2 separate regions of the Danio rerio genome follow, and region 1 is linked to region 2. A link is a contact called in public HiCAR-type data. All regions are on one chromosome and are shown on one strand. Each heading gives the region's core, a stretch centred on a gene start, on an enhancer-like site or on the middle of the called end of the contact. The rest is flanking DNA. Distances are from core to core; before and after follow the strand shown. Region 1 has its middle 19 kb from the start of ier5l. Region 2 overlaps LOC141385835 (a long non-coding RNA gene).

What was found. HiCAR-type assays count read pairs that join an accessible place to other places.
Region 1: a contact with region 2 is called in a HiCAR-type map of caudal fin, with 4 times the contacts expected there. The contact joins two enhancer-like sites. A contact is called at or near these places in 1 of 18 Hi-C or Micro-C datasets (caudal fin) and 1 of 4 datasets of contacts at active chromatin or transcription factors (caudal fin).

The regions. Positions count from the first base shown.
Region 1 is chr5:33,390,264-33,394,529 of GRCz12tu, forward strand. No RefSeq gene overlaps it. Among named protein-coding and RNA genes, the nearest start is that of ier5l, 19 kb to the right of the region's middle. Within about 2 kb of position 1,423, at least 21 of the 62 cell types and tissues checked have an H3K27ac peak or open chromatin away from gene starts, as enhancers often do. A contact at or near this core is called in caudal fin, where this site is marked.
Region 2 is chr5:33,229,984-33,234,709 of GRCz12tu, forward strand. It overlaps LOC141385835 (a long non-coding RNA gene), which reads right to left. Exons shown (of 3, transcript XR_012406916.1): 3 at 4,302-4,726. Among named protein-coding and RNA genes, the nearest start is that of ntmt1, 110 kb to the left of the region's middle. Within about 2 kb of position 3,243, at least 43 of the 62 cell types and tissues checked have an H3K27ac peak or open chromatin away from gene starts, as enhancers often do. A contact at or near this core is called in caudal fin, where this site is marked.

The DNA.
Region 1 (4,266 bases), core at 173-2,672, 160 kb after region 2:
GGTCCTAATTTTGCTTTGTCCAAGTAAAGCTACTCAATCGGGCCGACATCCATCCAATGACCAAAAATACATCACAATAAAACCTTATTTTTTTTTTATAAATAAGTTTTTTTTATTGCAAAAAGATACAATTCACAACGGCTGTTAGACATTTTTACAGCAAATTCCCCAAATTAAATTCCCTAATCAGGGAAAAACAACTAAAAACAATTACACATGATAATAGCGGTTCATTAGAAAAAAATCCTTAATCTTAAAGTCCCTGTATAAGTCTAAAATTAAATTTTTAATGGACTTAAAAGGGTCTTAAAGTTTTAAATTTGACTTGATGAAACCTGCAGAAACCCTGTAGTTCGTGTTATTAAATGCATTGGCTAAAGAAACCTTGTTGCAATGTGTGACCTCATTATTAAATCACAAATGCATCATTAATTGTAATTGACTGTGAAATTTTCTTGAGCAGCTCATGATAACATTGTTTTCAGTCTCTCAGAATACCACAGTTTCACGATAAATTTTGCACCAAACACGTGCACCAAACCTCTTTCCAAGTCTATTAAGGGTATAGGTATGAGTATGAGAATGTTAATGTAGAAAAAAATAAAATACTGATAATAATAATATGCCATTTAGATTTGTTTTAGATGTGTTTTCCAATTTGTTCTGCCTATAATAAAATCATAATCATTAATAATCATTTTTTTGAAACCACCAGCCATCGACAAATATGTGGCTAAAGGTTAAATTTTGACTGTGTCTAACAGATATAACTGTGTTTTAGAGAGAGAGACAGATGAGGGATAACAAGCCAGAGCAGAGTCCCTGAATCTGTTGCTAGATCCGTCGAGGGCTTGCTCGTACCTGTATCCTCTTCAGTTCCTGCTGCACACCTGGGCAGGCCTCTCTTTTAGCTTTCTCTCAGACACGACGCAGCTTGCTTACGTCTTTGTGTGTGTGTGTGTGTGTGTGTGTGTGTGTGTGTGTGTGTGTGTGTGTGTGTGTGTGTGTGTGTGTGTGACAGACAGAAAGAGTGGGAGGTCTACAAGTAATGTGCTAATTTCTTTAAAAGGTACTTTCCCTGCTATATTATTCCATTGTCTTATTTTGCACAAATAACACTATACACCATGTAAAGCAAAAAATAACGACATAAAATATTTGACACAATAATAAAAACAGCTTTTCAGTATTCGGCTTTGAAAAGTTTCCTGATACCGAGGGAAAAGTGTAGCTTAGCAGCGCAGCTACTCTCTGAGAAAGTAATTAAAACACACAGAAGTCTTCTGACAATTTGAGAGTCAAGCTGGACCTCTAGTGTTTCTCACAAAAAACAAGAGTAAAGTTTTTCTCTCTCCTTCTTTCTCGGCTGAAGCCCCTCCTGGTGGGAGGGGAAAACCCCCCCGTGTCAAACTTCAAAGAGGAGACTGAGCTCCTCTTGCATTCATCTCAGTCTACCAGCTTAACCACCGAGTTCAAACAGCTCACCCACACCCTGTGAGCCGAGGACCGGAGGAGCTGTACAGCACACAGTGCAAACACAAGCAGATACATGTATACAAAAGGCACAAACACACTAACATACATGCATAAACTTGCACAGAGCTTCATAATGCTGTTCTGAGTAATATGCTTTTTTTCAGAACTTTCTCCTGAAACTGCTCTGGAACATTTCATGGAAGTCATGTTCATTCTCCACCACATCCAAGACGGACTCTGCTGTTTGACCTAATTTTTGAATCAACTAGTCTTTCGCTTATTGGAAAAGGTGTACTATTGTTTTTATAAGCTGTAAACTCACGGATGATGACTTTAGAGTGAACAAGGCTATTATTTTAGTCTATATCATACATATTACACATTACAACTCAGAATAAAAGTTTTCTTTTTTACAATATTTAAAAATGGAATTTATCCCTGAGATGTCAAAGCTGACTTTTCATCAGTGTTACTTGTGTCTTTGGCGTCATAATTCAGAGCTAATATTCTGCACTTAAACATTGGCATTTGCTGTTTGTTCAAACTACTTATTTAAAATGAGCTGAAACAACACAATTTAAAGGGAACCTATTTAGTGATGGGAAGTTCAGATCATTTTACATTAACATTTAGTCATTTAGCAGACGCTTTTATCCAAAGCGACTTACAAATAAGGACAAGGAAGCAATTTACACAACTATAAGAGCAACAATGATTAAGTGCTGTAGGCAAGTTTCAGGTGTGTAAAGTCTAAGGAAAGCATTAGTAATGTGGTTTTTTTTTTTATTTAGTACAGTTAGTGGGATAGCCAGAGAGGCAATTGCAGATTAGGAAGGTAAGTGTAGACAAAATAGTTGAGTTTTTAGTCCTTTCTTGAAGACAGCGAGTGACTCTGCCATTCTGATGCAGTTAGGGAGTTCATAAGAGCTTTGAATCAGAGCTTTGAATTTGATGCAAGCAGCAACTGGCAGCCAGTGCAAACGGGTGAGTAGCGGAGTGACATGTGCTCTTTTAGGTTCATTAAAGACCACTCGTGCTGCTGCGTTCTGGAGCAGCTGAACAGGTTTGATAGAGTTAGCTGAAAGCCCCGCTAGTAGAGAGTTGCAGTAATCCAGTCTGGAGAGAACAAGAGCTTGAACAAGGAGTTGAGCTGCATGTTCAGATAGGAAGGGTTAGACCTTTCTGATGTTATAGAGTGCGAATCTGCAAGATTGAGCAGTTCTAGAAATGTGGTCAGAGAAGTTTAGTCAGTCATCAATCGTTACTCCAAGGCTTTTCACCATTTTGGATGCAGTAATGGTTGCCCCATCCATCTGGATTGAATCGGATATCATATTGTAGATTCGTTCAAAATGAACGAATCGTTCATGAACGACCCATCACTAGACCTATTATGCAAAAACACTTTTATATGGGTGTTGTGTGGCAAAAGTATGTGAATATAGCCAGCCTCTAATGGTAGAGATTAATTAATTCTATTTTCTATAATCTCACTAGATAAAATTTGTCTGCAGAAACAATTTGACAGACATTTCTCCCTTTGTACGTGTGATCAGAGTGAAACCCCTTCCATTAGTGATGATCACTCCCTCATTAGCATTAAAAGCTCTGAGTGAGAAGCAGCCTTTCGATATTAGGGTTTTTGCACCATATCTGCTGAAGATAATGTCAGTGACTAAGAGGCATTATAAATGTAGGATTTTAAGGTGGTCGCACACCAGATGCGTTGCTCTGTCAATGCGCCATGCATTTTAGAATTCTACACATAGATTTCTATTAGGGTACACACACCGGCGCCGCAAGTCAGCGGCTGTCTGCAGCGCCCAGCTACGACTCAGGACACTGTTCATATTTCTGCCATGTCTCAGAGCACCATTCAAATAGTTTCATATTAAATAACATTTGAATGTGCTAGGAGGCGAAGCAATGGCGCAGTAGGTAGTGCTGTCTCCTCACAGCATAAAGGTCGCTGGTTCGAGCCTCGGCTCAGTTTCCCCCACAGACCAAAGACATGGAACGGAAAGTCATTCCGCTGTGGCGACCCCGGATTAATAAAGGGACTAAGCCGACAAGAAAATGAAAGAATGAATGAATGAATGTGCTTGTCTGGTGTGCGATAATTCCAACTGTCATGTGCACGCCATGTTGCTGCGCATACGGTGCGACCCCCTTTAAGATGCACAAATAAACACAGTAGTTTCCATAAACTACCTTCTTCAGAGCTATTTCTTTTTGACATGTTAATATTTTTCACAGATATAACATTAGTCTTGTTTTGAATCTGCCACTATGGTGATGCAAAGGTGTTTGTAGCTCTGCCTTCTTTAGGAAAGAGGGCAGTGAGCAAAATTTCATTTGAATTTAAAGCGACAGTCACCATAACGACACAATTTGGATCGAACACTTGAAAAAAGGAAGTTTGCTCTTTATTCAAACTACTTATTTCAAATGAGACAAAACAGCACAATTCTTAAGTTTTTATGCAGATAAATGAACTGCTTAATGTTCAATCCACTTACATTTGTAAAAACTAATATGCAAACTTAATTCCTTCATGTTGTTTCAACACAAATTGGTTGTGTGGAACCCAGCATTTATTAGTGTAAAAGGGTCAGTTTGAAAGAGTTATAAAATATAATTTATGTGGTATTTTGAGCTGAAACATGGACACTCTAGGGACATCAGAGAATTGTTTTACATCTTGAATAAAAGGGGCGTAATAGGTCCCCTTTAATTGCTTTGTGTTAAGTCCACTAAGTTAACTTAATTCCTTCATGTTGTCCTAACACA
Region 2 (4,726 bases), core at 1,993-4,492:
CTTTCTTTATCCATCTAACAGAAATTTTTACACACATGAATAACTTATATGATAATACAACTTTAAAATGCCTGTCTACAATGAAACAAAGGTGGCAAATTAAAAGATTAAAGGGGTTTGTATCGTTACATGTATAAAACAAGATGAATTATGTCCAAGTTAGTAAGGTTAGCCATTGTTTACGTACCCAATCAGAAGAAACATGGACCATTTTTCCAGGCTGAGCAACAGCATCGACACAAGCACCATATCTGTGGAAAATAAGGGGTGAGAAAAAGTTCACAACTTACATAGTCAGACTTCAGACAAGAAATGACTCTCTGACCTACATGTAAAGCAACAAAACTGTTTATTTCACATTACATGGCTTTTAGAAGTTGGTTTATCTGAAATGGATTACATCACAATGAACCAGACTGGGAGAAAAAAATAAACTTCATGAACATTCAAAAAAGGAAATTGTGGATTGTGGAACTGTGCAAAGCCAGCCAATCAAAAGGGAACTGCTGAATTCAGACAGCATTCTTTTGTGCATTATCAATTTGAAAGTAGAGTGAATGGTATAAAGCTCACCTCTTTTATCAGCTGAGCTGTAGATTCGCTACATTTCCTAAAAACATCTAGTCTCATAAAATATTGAAAATAATACTTTTGTTGGCGAGGCAGTGGCGCAGTAGGTAGTGCTGTCACCTCACAGGAGGAAGGTTGCTGGTTCGAACCTCAGCTCAGTTGGCGTTTCTGTGTGGAGTTAGCATGTTCTCCCTGCCTTCGCGTGGGTTTCCTCCGGGTGCTCTGGTTTCCCCCACAGTGCAAAGACATGCGGTACAGGTGAATTGGGAAGGCTAAATTGTCTGTAGTGTATGAGTGTGTGTGTGAATGTGTGTGTGGATGTTTCCCAGGGATGGGTTGCGGCTGGAAGGGCATCCGCTGTTTTGTTCAGCAATAATGCATCAAATTGTTCAGAAGTTAATTTTACAATATTACAGGTCTTCTATTTCAACTTTGTCAAAAATTCTTTAAAAATGTTTCCTTGAAAATATTAAAGGTATAGTTCACCCAAAAATTCTTTCATTCATGCAATAATTTTTTTTCGGCTTAGTCCCATTATTAATCAATGGTCGCCACCAGCGGAATGAACCGTCAACTTATCCAGCATATGTTTTTTTTTGCGCAGCGGATCAGCTCAAGCTTCAATCCATCACTGGGAAATACCCATACACTCTCATTCACACACATACTGTACACTGCGGCCAATTTTAGCTTACCCAATTTACCTGTACTACAGGTCTTTGTACTTGTGGTAGAAACCGGAGCACCCAGAGGAAACCCACTCTAACACAGGGAGAACATGCAAACTCCACACAGAAATGCCAACTGACCCAGCCGAGGCTCGAACCAGCGACTTTCTTGCTGTGAGGCGACAGCACTACCTACTGTGCCACCACGTCGCCTCACCCAAAAATACTAATTTTCCACCTCCATTTGTCATCACAATACAAATTTAGATATTTAAAAGGAAATTACTAGAAACTATATTGAGATATTTAAAGTCAAGGAGGGAAAATGAATCAAAACATTGTCTAAACATTCTGTTTGACAAGACTTCAGTGGTTCAATTGTAATCATACAAAACTCCAAAACACATTTGTGTCCCAAAAACACCGAAAAAAAATCTCTATCTCTATCTCTAAATCTCTATTTTCCACATCAGGTCAGGTTTAACAGTTACTTTGGGTGGAAGAGAAGACATTGGTGAACAAAGTTGTTTTTACAGTTTTCTTGTCTTGGAGCTTTGTATGATTTCAGTTGAACCACTTTTCACATGGTCTGTTTTGACCAGGTTTTTGTTAATTTTCTGGATGTTAAAAATCTCAGGACATTTGCTTTGGGGATGAGGGAGCTCTCGGATTTCATCTTAAATATTTTTATTTGGGTTCTTAAGATTAATGAAAGTTTTAGAAGGTTGGGACAACATGAGGCTCAGCCCCACGCGTTCATTATGCTTATTCAATTCTGGACAATCCTAGAATGATCATTCTTAGAACATCAAAATCGATTGTAGTTGGTAGATCTTTCTCATATCTGGCACCTAAACTCTGGAACAGCCTTACTAGCCCAGTTCAGAAGGCAGACACACTCTGTCAGTTTAAATTTAGACTAAAGACACATCTCTTTGCACTTACATACACATAAAACACAAATGCTTTGGAAATCTAAATCCTCAAAAGGATTGTTAGGCTGCACGAATAAAGGCAACATGTGCCAGGAACACTTCCCAAAAAGACATTATAATTTGAACGGCATCTATTCTTATGTTAGTCTGTTACTCCTTATCCTGAGGTCTCCATAATCTTGGACCTGGCCCGTATCCTGAGCAGATGCTGTGGTGGCCATGGAGGCGTGAGACTGATTCCTGAAAAACCAGTGACAGACGAGTCTCCACATTGATCCCTCGGGCCAGTCTGAACACTCGCTGGTGACTTACTCACACCTTCACAACTGAGGTTCAGCCTTTGGCACCTAGACTGCAGCTTTGCACAAGTTTGGCCAGAGAAGATCTGGTTGTGTCCAACTGAGCCTATTTTTTCTCAAGATTTTCCCTTTTGTCAATTGGTGAAGTTTGATCCTTATCAGCATTGCCACTGCTGGTGAACAAACCTTTCAAGCAGCACAACTCTTTCTAACAGCAACTAAAAGAGTTCCTGTTTCTTCAGAAACAAACCAGCATATAAAAATGATTCCAGAAAGAAAGTGTGACACCAAGAACTGGAATAATGACTGCCAAAAGTCTAGCTTTAAAACAAACATGTTTTTCAAATTGATCAATACTTCACAACTTTATTGTTTCTTTGTCAAATCAAAGCATTTGTGAACAACACAGTCCTTTTAAAATATACATCTTTTGGTCAACAGTGTATCAAACATGACTAACAGTTGTATTAAAATGATGCTATATATTTGTAAGCAAGACCGTTAGAGAATCCACTATTTAAGTACATCTGAAAATGTGTCAGCTTCATTACTGTACGTTTGCTTGTTTTTTTTTTTTCTATCTGATCATTTTCATTAGTATGTTATCTATTATTATTGCCACACAGGTCAAAGGTGAACCAATGTTTAATTCTATATTTCAGAAAGCCAGAACCTGAACATTTCTCAGTCCTTCACTATCTCCTTCCCTCTTTTCCCTCTTGGTTGCACTGTGTACTCGCTCTTCTCCTTCTTTCTCTGGAACGTTCCACCCTCCCTCCCTCTCTCTCTCTCTCTCTTTCTGTCTCCTCTACATTCACTCCTCTTCCTCTCCTCTGTTTTCTCCAGGGTCATTGCAATTACTCCTTTCTCCTTCACTCTCTCTGTCTGTTTTACTCTTTCTTTTTTATTCTCCCATCATATGTTTGCGAACACGAGTCTCTCCACCTTTCACCTCCCCTACTCTAGTTTATTTTTTTTATCTGTTCTCATCTCATTTCTACTCACCTTGTCTCATTTACCCTTGTAATTTCTATTCTAGTCTCTTTTCTTTGCTTGTCTCATCTTATTTCTTTTCTCTTCTCTTGACTTAAACTACTATAATTCTCACTTTTCGCTCTCTCCTACTTTCCTCCAATTATTTAGCCTGTTCTCGGTCCCTCGTTTCATCCGTTCTCTCTCTCTCTCTCTCTGGTGCGGGGAGGAGAGCGCTGCTGCAGGACTGCAGGGCTCAGCAAAGCCACATTTCTATTTTCTGCCACTTCCTCTTCCTCTTCCAACCGTTTCTATGGTTACAGCAGGAGCCCACAGAGGCCGCTCCCTCCTCAGTCATGGAAGAGGAGCCAGGGTTATCACTCTCTGTTCTCTACAATTCTGTTGCTTTTTCTCTTTCACTCCGGTCTCTCATTCGCTCTGTATTTGTATCATTCTGTTTCTGTTTCTGTATCTCTTCTCTGGTTAAGTTGCACTCGTTTGCTGTCCATGTCCTTCGTGACTCCCCTCTCTCACTCTTCTGAACGTCCTCTATCTGTTATACAGTAGTTTCTCACATCCATTTCATCGATCTGACATTTCGTCGGGTATTCACGTTCACTAATATTTCTCCATTTCTTGACATTTTTATTTATTTTTCATAAATCAATGCTACTGCTCACTCTTTACGCAAGCCTGTGTTTTATACAAATATTTAACCAATGAAAAGTATTTTATAAGAGCATGTGACTAAATTTCGTAACTCCATTGGATCCTGAAACTGTTGGCAAAACCTCATAGCTCCTTCTTGCCTGCATTTTAAATAAAGTGCTGCAGTGTGTACCGTCTCTGCTTGTTTTCTACAACTGGTTAATTTTTCTTTATTCAAAAACATTTAAGTACTCTGACAGAGTGTCTAAGTCTATCATTTGCTGATTTCATCCTTATAACATGAGATTTTGGTATTCAGGAACAGGGAAAAAGTTAGGACCCACATAGCTACAACACACTTTATAACCGATGTTCCAATCAATTGGCCATCGAACAGTTTAAGCTGATAATTATATTCAATGACACCATTAGTAGTAATTAATATTTGTCTGGTATTATGAAACAATCGCAAGTTAATCACATAACGATCAAGGACATACAGTGCTCAGCATATATAAGTACATCCCTCACAAATCTCTTTTAAAATAATATTTTGAATAGGAAGCTATAAAATATTACATTGGTGCATGCATATACATTAGATTAGTGAGTACTGAAGCCAAATCTGGAGCTT